Linked DNA regions of Muntiacus reevesi: region 1 is linked to region 2. A link is a contact called in public Hi-C data. All regions are on one chromosome and are shown on one strand. Each heading gives the region's core, a stretch centred on a gene start, on an enhancer-like site or on the middle of the called end of the contact. The rest is flanking DNA. Distances are from core to core; before and after follow the strand shown.

Region 1 (4,480 bases), core at 1,045-3,544, 160 kb before region 2:
CCTTACATTTGGAATTTTATCTTTCAATCTAATAAGCATGGCTTCGTTAATTTTATCAAACAAATCATCATCAATCTGGGCATTTTCTGGCATATTTCCCAAGAGCTTGTTTATGAGCTGGCACACTCTAAATCTAACTGCATTGCTGTTTGCTTCATGAGACTAAAACAGAAACAAATCAAAATTTATTCCAAGTCACATGCCATTATTAAATAATAACATACCATTTGAATTCTGTATGTTTAGAATTCAAGAATATATAACAATAATAACTCATAACTTGCAGAAAAACCTTGATCCATACGTATACTAAATCCACATTACATACCACAAAGACTCAAAACATAGCCTAAAGTATTCACTAAATTACAAAAGCATATTCCTCTTTGTAGGAACTCTCACTTCTAAAATAGAGAATCCATTTAAAACAAATGCTTATGAGAACTGGCTTAGAATGGTCATTAAAAATTTAATGCAGAGTTATTTTTTAAAGTTCACATTTTAATCTTAATGACAGTTCTAATATTTCCTTTACATTTTCTCAATTATCAGATATTTCATTGTCTAAGATGCACAAACTCCTATGGCCCTTTTAAAATAGCAAAATGTTCTATACTGTTCTCCTGAAATTCTAGTTTTCCTATACCTTTAATAGAAAAGTAAGCAAATAATTTAAAATGCCACCATCCTCCTCCTCCTCTTCATCATTTTCCATATCTGATTGGTGAAATGAAGTAACAAACTTTGCCGCAAATTCTATTACTCTTTCCACAGCTGGTTCTCGTTTATAGACCACCATAGCATATTTAAGGTAATGAACAAACTCCTCATGAAAACCTGTCTTGTCATCCACCTGAAAGAGAAAAGAAACCCTTCAAAAACTGCATGGATTAAATCCTTTTTTCTCAACATTACTCTAAAAAGCTGAAAACACCAGCCCTTACCACAAACTAAAATCATTATTTAGTAAACTCTCAATTATCCAAACCACCAAAGGGGAAATCAATCTGCACAAATCTCTCTAAAGAAATGTACTTCTCCCAGAAAGAAAACAAACGTGAATTTTGACAGTGAAAAGAATTCCTCCGATATTTTTTTCAACACTCTAATTCTCCATATGATGCCTTGGTACCAGTTTAGTAAAAATCTGCTTCTTTATGAACAATCCAAAATCAATAACAGCGTCTGCATTTTACCGAATTACCTTTAATGTGCGTGGGCAAGTAGCCGCTGCAGTTGCGTCTCTTTGCGACCCTATGGACTGTAGCCTGCCACGTTCCTCTGTCCATGGAATTCTCCAGGCAAGAACACTGGAGTGGGTTGCCATGCCCTCCTCCAGGGGATCTTCCCGACTCAGGGATCGAACCCGCGTCTCCTGAGGCTCCTGAACTGCAGGAGTATTCTTTACCTCTGAACCACTGGGGAAGCCTATTACCCTTAATATTACACAGCAATTCCTTTCCGATAATAACTTTCACATCTTGTCTCATATCCTCAAGCCCTATTATACTGACATAATTTTTCTAGCACCTCAAGATAATTTATTTTCCTAAAAACCATTGTCCTATTCGTCTCAAGACTTCATTCAAAAGGAAGCACAGTATTTTCGTGACTAGGAAGACTCTGGTGCTAACAATTAATTTGCTAATTGGTGATCTGATGCAATTTCACTGTGGTGCGAAGTTTAAGTAATTAGATGTGGGCGGCGACCAGAAGGACAACAACCGTTGAGCCACCAGGCTCAGGACCCAGGATGCAGCCCTACACTAGGTCGCCCCGGTACGCACAAACATTTCTCTTAAATTCACTACCAGAGAATTAACGGTCTACGCCGTAGACCTCTTCGAACCGGGTCTGGGGAGTTGAGAGACTGGAGTCGTGATGAAATTAGTCGGAAGGGTAGCGGGAAGCCCCTGGGAGAGAGGCTGGGGAGGGAAGAGGCGGGGGCCCCGGACCGCGGGCGGCCGCGCTTACCGAGCCGTAGGTGCGATTCAGCGCCACCACCAGCTTCGCCTGGTTCTGGTGAGGCTGCTGCGCCAGCTGGAAGGCCTCCTTAATCGGCAGCAATCTCTTCTCCTTCCCCATGGCGCCAATACCCGGCCGAGACGAAGCCTGTTCACATTCGCCTACTGCTGGCCCGACGGACCAAGGTCCGCGTCTCCACTGGGAAGCAGACAGTCGAGGGCGTGGTTACCGCCAAAGCTTTCAAACAACTCCCGCGGGAGAAAGAAATACCGCGAGACTACCGCGAGTGCGTAGAGCGGCGAGAGCGGGAAGAGGTGAATCCACTGCCTTCGACAACGCGGTTTGGGCGCATGCGCTGAGGGTCTTTTAAGCCGTTTTCCGAGAAAGACTTGGCGTTTCTAAGAGAAAGGGTCATTGGCTCCCCCGGAAGAGATATCCGCCGGGAGTGCAAACTCTGTGGAGATTCGACTATTGGAACCGAGCTGGTGACGCTAGGCCTAATCGGGTCTTGCGGCTGGGGGTGAGGCGAGGAAGAAGAAAGGATCCTCCATGGGTGAGAACAGGGACTCTGCTGAGGGGAAGAATCCCTGCTCCCCCTGAAGGGGAGGAGGGAAGGCTGGGGCGTCTGGGAGTGCTGCGCAGCGGCCCGGCTTCTACTGAGAAGGGAAATGTTCCGAGGTCTTCTGATGGAGGCGAGCCGCTTTTTAATTCTGAGCGGTTGTTGTCCTTCTGGTCAGTGCTCACATCTAATTACTTAAACCTCGCCCCACAGTGAAATTGCTGGTGGAGAGGCTGCAAACGTGGGAGGCAGTTGGGAAGAGAGGCTCGAGTTAATTTAGATACAGCTTGTTGTAGATGTACAGGCTTTGAAGGCCTGGTTTACAAACGTGCATGTTTAGTCGCTAAGTCGCGTCCAACTGTCTGCTATCCCAGAGACTGTAGTCCGCCATGCTGCTCTGTCCGTGGGGGATTTCCTAGGCAAAAATACTGAAGTGGGTTGCCATTTCCTCCTCCACGGGATCTTCCCCACCCTGGGATCTAATCCGCATCTCCTGCTTTGGCAGGAGGGAGCCACTGAGCCACCAAGGGAAGCCCCACAAAGGTACCTAAGGGCAGCGTTTTCAACAAAGGAGAACACAGATTGGGAAAGGGTATAGAGATTAAGATAAATTTGGAGTGCCTTCCTAATTTTTTTTAATGGAGTTATTTCAGATAGAAAGCAACAGAATTAGATTACAGTGCTTCATGTACGCCTTTTTCCTGTCGAACTATCTTCCCTCCCCGGCAGTAATGGGTTTTCTTCTTTTTTGGAGGGCGCGGGGCGGGGTGGGGGGCATTTTCTTAATTTACTGTTAACTTTTGTGTGTTAATGACATATGAATAAATCTGTGAATAAGTATACTGTATTGTTTTCATGTTCTGACGTTATATGAATAATCATATGGAACCTGCTTTTTCCCATAACTGTTATTTTTGAAGTTTATTCATATTGATACTTTCGTAACAGTAACTGAACACCTTATGGACCGTTTGTCTAGGAAAAAGTAATCAGTGGTTGATCTAGGAAGGAAAAGGAAAATTTTACTCAAGCCAACCTGAGGATTATAACCCATGAGATAGTCTTTCAGAAAGCTCTGAGAACTGTTCTGCCCTTTAGAGGACTAAGCACGATTATATATGTTTTTGAGACGAAGGGTGACAGTCAACGCATTACTGACAGTTTACACAATCCAGATCTATGGGTATGAAGAGAGTAGTAGGTCATACGAGACCCCCTACAAGATTAAGAAGGAAGGTTATCTCCTAGGAGGTCTGGTTAGTGCAGCTACACAACACACACTAAAGGGGAGGGAGGAGGCCCAAACAGGCAGAGAAAAAATGTATGTTTTAATTTTTATTTTCTTGCCATAAAATTGTATTTTATTTCATTGCCTTTTATGCCAAGACACTGTTCTAAGCACTTCACTTAATCCTCCGATACAACTCTTGAAACTACTTTCTCCTTTTTAAGCAGGGGAAACTGAGGTACATCTAGGTTTCGCTAATATTCTATTGTTTGAGTATGCCATAATTTGTTCATACATTCCCTTGCTTCATAGTCCTAATTCCTGAAACATTGTAGGTATTCAAATTCTAGTTAAAATAAATATGGTAGTAGTTGGAGTCCCCATAATTTCAAAATTATCAAGATGTCTAATTTCTGAAAAGGCAAGATGTGTGGGTACTTTAGGTTAATCAGCTGCAGGAAAATCATAGAGGTTTAAAAGTGCATGGAATATGCTTGATAACAATTATAATCTCACTGTAGATTAAAACAGAATATCTAGACAGCTGTGGTGAAAGAAACATAGAAAGGTCATTATTTTTTTTTAACCAAGTATATCCAAAATAGCATTTCAACATGTATTCAACATAAATTGAGAATTATTTACACTAGCCACATTTCAAGTGCTAAATGGAGCTAGTGGCTGCAGTATTAGTGTAGAACTATTCTTTGGGAACCACTGAACTTAAC
Region 2 (4,908 bases), core at 273-2,772:
ATAAATATAAGTCATGGGAATTTCCCTCCTGGCTCAGTGGTAAAGAATTCACCTGCCAATCTGGGGGACATGGGTCTGAGCTCTGGTCTGGGAAGGTCCCACATGCCATGGAACAACTAAGCCTGTGCACCCCAACTACTCAAGCCTGCAGGCCTAGAACCGGTGCTCCACAATAAGAGAAACCACTGCAATGAGAAGCTTGCACACCCCAACTAGAGAGCAGCCCCTGCTCCCCACAACTGGAAAAGGCCCGTGCAAAGCAATGAAGACCTGAGGGGACCCGGTGAAGTCATAAACAAACAAATAAATCTTTAAAAATAGATAAACAAGTCATGGGTATGGAATGTACAGAGTAATTTAAAAAAAATTTTTTGTAACTATGTATGGTGACAGATATTAGCTAGACTTATTGTGGTGATCACTGCAATACATACAAATAACAAATTGTGTTGTACACCTGAAACTAGTATATGTCGATTACACTTCAATTTAAAAACAGAAAAAATCTCCCAGACCGCTGAGGCACTGATGACCCCATTACATCTAAGTTGTAGTTGTATATGGATGTGGAAGGGAGGAAATATTACATATTTATATAATTACCATTTGGGGCAATATTTGGATGACACACCATCTATTACTATTCTGACTTAAAACTTGTCATATGCAACCAAAGTGAAAATGAGTTTCAGCAAAACTCAAAAGTCTGGGTCACCTCTGCCTCTCTCTTTACCCCCCAGCTTTCCTCCTCCTCCCTCAGTCTTAGTACCAACTTCCCCTACAGTAACTTTTAAATAATTCCATTTCGGCTCCAAGAGACCCACTACGTCAGGACCCTTTAAGGGTGGAGCCCAGTGGAAAGGATGCAGGACACAATGATAGACACTGCAGTCTAGAGGGTGAGCACGTAACACGCAGGAACGCAGGAAACCAAGGACGGGACCAAGGCTGGAGTGAGGCAGGAACAACCTATGGAGAACCAAGAAGGGTCCCCCGATTGGGTACGGATAAACTTCCAGTCTGCGTGCCTCCAGAAACGTCAAGGTGACGCATATTCGCCAGCCTGTGCTTGCGTGCTAAGTCGCTTCCGTATTGCCCGACTCTGTGCGACCCTGTGGACTAGTAGCCTGCCAGGTTCCTCTGTCCACGGGATTCTCCAGGCAGCGTACTAAAGGAGAATTTCGGCCACGACTCGATGTGGCGACTAAAGCAAGTGACTTACGCTCTCTGAACCCGGTTCCCTATTTGTAAGCGGGTGGAGATATCGCTGAAAGAGATAACCTGCGCACGCGCAGCATGCCTGGGGTGGGGGAAGGCTGGGAACACAAACGCCCACGTCTCATCTTACCTCGAAAGATGATTCCAACTCGTCCACCAAGGTACTGTTAGAAGTTCTCGGAACGCCTGGAGTGGCCTGAAGAAGCGAAGCTTGGCCCAGGAGCCCCGGCGGAGGTTGCGGAGGTCCAGGTGGCTGTCCAGAGAACATGCCTCCCAGTGGAGCCGCCATTTTAAAAATGGTGCCTGGAGCTGGTGCCCGCGGGTCACGTGACGTAAGTGGTCATGTGACAGCGTCCGGGGCGAGTTGGCGTCTGTGGGATGCCTGGGAAACCTTTCGTTTGGTGCTTTATTTCCAGACTCACAGGCAACCAGGCTTTTACTTTTTTTTTTTTTTTAACCTTGAGAATTGAAGGCTAGGATTTAACACAGTTGTGTGGAGAGGAGAATCAGTAAGTACGGTGGAGCGAGTCCTCCTGCGGAGTCAGGTATTCCTGTACCACTCCCGCCTTCGCTCTCAACTCCTGAAATTGCTTTGGCCCTGGCGCTTTCTCGGGCCACGTTTTACCCTCTGGTAGAAGGGAGGTGCGCGTTCATCCCGCAGACATTTATTGAGAGTTTCACTGTGTGCCACTTTCTAATCCAGTCACTGGGCATGTAGCTGGAATAAACTGGGGAAATGTCCCCCGAATCCCTTCAGGGGAGATCCAGGTAACAAAAACGACATAACATTGTTGAGACCCCCTGTCTGTGTGCTGGGCGCTATTTGCTTTAGATATTTATGCTTACATTAAATAAAGTCACTATGCTAGTTAAAAAAATTTTTTTTGCTTATTCATCTTTTCAGAAGCTAAATACTTTTTCACTATATTTAACTTTATAGTTATCCTGTTCATTTGTTAAGTCATCTGTGTCCCAGGTTCTATTTAATGATCTGGGGGTTACAGTAATCACCGCAAGTTTCTGCTTTCGGAGAGTTTACCGTTGTTTTGTGGAAGAGACGGATAAGCATGTACATATTTAGAGTGATATCATGTAGAGATAATTGTCAAGAAGGAAACTAAAGCCCAGTAAGGGGATGACTCCCTGGAGGAGGCATGGCAACCCATTCCAGTATTATTGCCTAGAGAATCCCCATGGATAGACACATCTGGCGGGCTACAGTCCATGGGGTAGCAAAGAGTCGGACACGACCAAAGCAGCTTGGCATGGCAAGGCACACTCCTAAAACATTTTTGAGAACTCCAAAATGTTTTTGTTTATGTGAGGTATGTTGGGCAATATTTACCTATTAAAAAGGTAGACATTAAAATTGAGACTTTAAAAATGTATATTGGAAAAATAAGCCTATTATATGATAACAAATGGTGTAATTAAAAATGTAACTTCTATAAAACCAAAAATACAGTGGAAACATTTTGCATTTTACTCTTGGGTTTCCAATGGCCATAGGGCTACTTGAAGTCTAGATTTCTTAACTTCAGTGATCTATTAACACTGTTGTGTTCTAAACCACTACTCTCTTGGATTTGCTGCTGTCTGAAGCCATGCCTCTCTGCAAGCCATGCCTTGTCCTTAGTGATTCAGATGCAGATTACACCACCTGTCTCTGGAAGTTTTGAGGATCTGCCAAGGTTTTCTGAATACTTGGTAGCCAGATACACCAGCAATGAGAACTAAATTTCATCTCAGCCAGATTAGGTAAGCACAGGAATCCGGAATCCGGTCATTCTGTTTGTATCCCACACACTAGTAAACACAGAGTTTTATTTTTATTTATAAAAAGTTTTATCAACAAATATTCTATTTTTTACTTATATTCTTTTATTTATAAAAAGCCTTTGATAGGCTTCTATCAAATCCCAACTTGGCTTTCTGAATCACATAGAAGAAAGCTAAATGTTTTTCTTTTCACAAGCCAGTAGTTCCCCCTTATCATTTCCATGTTTCCTGCTGAAGTAGCATCTGGACATGAATGCCCAGAGAAACCTGTTTACACACTATTCCTAATTTTAATCAAATTTAAATTCATGTTATTTGTTAACATGGATATGCATATCCCTTTCTGTAAGCCAATTTAGACACATTATACCCATTTACATAATATAAAGAAGGCAGAGCATTGAAGCATTGATGCGTTTGAACCGTGGTGCTCCCTTGGACAGCAAGATCAAACCAGTCAATCCTAAAGGAAATTATCCCTGAATATTCACTGGAAGGACTGATGCTGAAGCTCCAATACTTGGCCACCTGATGCGAAGAGCGAACTCATTAGAAGAGACCCTGATGCTGGGGAAGATTGAGGGCAGATGAGGCGTAACAGAGGATGAGATGGCTGGATGGCATCACTGACTCAACAGACATGAATTTGAGCAAATTCTGACTGAATAACAATAACCACCAATTTACATATCAAGTTTTTAAAATACTCTAAATGACTCCAATTAAAAAATATCTCAAACATTTTCAAAGTCAAAATAAAAAAAGATACTACTTTTGGATAACTTGATTCACTCAATACAAATGTAGAAAAGAGAGCTTTCTTCTAAATCTGCACAAATGGAATTTTGATCGGTTGAAGTTCCAGATGGTGGAAGTAGTTTACCCATTGACAGTCTCTCTTATGGCCCTCTTATTTCAGTTATTTCAAATAAATTCCACATCCATTCAAGTCCCAGAAGTGAAAACAAGCATTACAGTGAAACAATTAAGAATGCCAGCCCTGGAGGCAGACTGTCTGGGCTTAATTTCTGCTGTCCCACTTACTAGCTGGGTGACATCACTGGCATGCTACTAACCCTCTCTTGTGTCTTTTTCCTCATCTGTAATGTGGGGATAATGGAACCTGCCTCACAAATTCATCACTAAGTGCCCCAAAGTTATTAACATTGAGAAAATACATTTTTCATCATATCTCAATTTACTTAGTTCATGTAACATAGCCAGAAGAGATAAATTATATTAATAGCATCACTGGGTTTTATAGTAGTAAAAGTGAATATGAGAGCCACACCAGAGAGCACCAAAAGTTGGATTTATTGTTTCTGACAATTGCACAGCAACTTTTTAGTTTGTTCATATTCTCAGCATCATAAATCTGAAATACAATTTTGCTTCTCAATTAAAAACATATACTCTGAAAAGTGATTAGATAGCTTTTAAAAATTATTTTATAGACTATCTTAAAAATCTTTGCCAAGTAAGATACTAGCTTTACCTTTATAAATCTCTGCATAAAATGAAAAATCAAGGCATACAAATTTCATTTCGTTCTGTTTTTAATACCATCTTTTGTTTCCCTTAAAAGATTTTTATCTATTCATTCAAAAGTATTCTGAAGTTCCCCTGCCCATTTAAGACAGAATGAAGGCATTTTAGAGCATCTGAACTAAGCACTGTCTTGACTGAACCGAAACAGGAATTCGATCAGGGTCCTCGTGGGCCTCCCAGCCATGCCTTTGCGAAGATAAGGAACCTCATCTTTGTTGGTCATCACACCTGCTATATCTAAATGTGCCCACTTAGGATGAGTCACAAATTCTTTCAGGAATGCTGCAGCTGTACATGCTCCTGCAGATCTGAAAAGAAAGACAAAAATCAACATCTAACCCCATCAAATGTACACTGAATGTT

Evidence for each region. A called contact is a pair of places that touch in the nucleus more often than the background predicts.
Region 1: a contact with region 2 is called in a Hi-C map of muscle, with 5 times the contacts expected there. The contact joins the promoter of DCAF16 here to the promoter of MED28 in region 2. A contact is called at or near these places in 2 of 3 Hi-C or Micro-C datasets (blood and muscle).

What each region holds. Positions count from the first base shown.
Region 1 is chr16:35,596,725-35,601,204 of mMunRee1.1, reverse strand. It overlaps DCAF16 (DDB1 and CUL4 associated factor 16), which reads left to right and starts at 2,294. Exons shown (of 2, transcript XM_065907105.1): 1 at 2,294-2,518. NCAPG (non-SMC condensin I complex subunit G) reads right to left here and starts at 2,180. Exons shown (of 21, transcript XM_065907529.1): 1 at 1,975-2,180; 2 at 647-853; 3 at 1-162. The coding sequence starts at 2,085.
Region 2 is chr16:35,437,322-35,442,229 of mMunRee1.1, reverse strand. MED28 (mediator complex subunit 28) reads right to left here and starts at 1,522. Exons shown (of 4, transcript XM_065907097.1): 1 at 1,349-1,522. The coding sequence starts at 1,507. LAP3 (leucine aminopeptidase 3) reads right to left here. Exons shown (of 13, transcript XM_065907447.1): 13 at 4,293-4,853. The coding sequence ends at 4,664.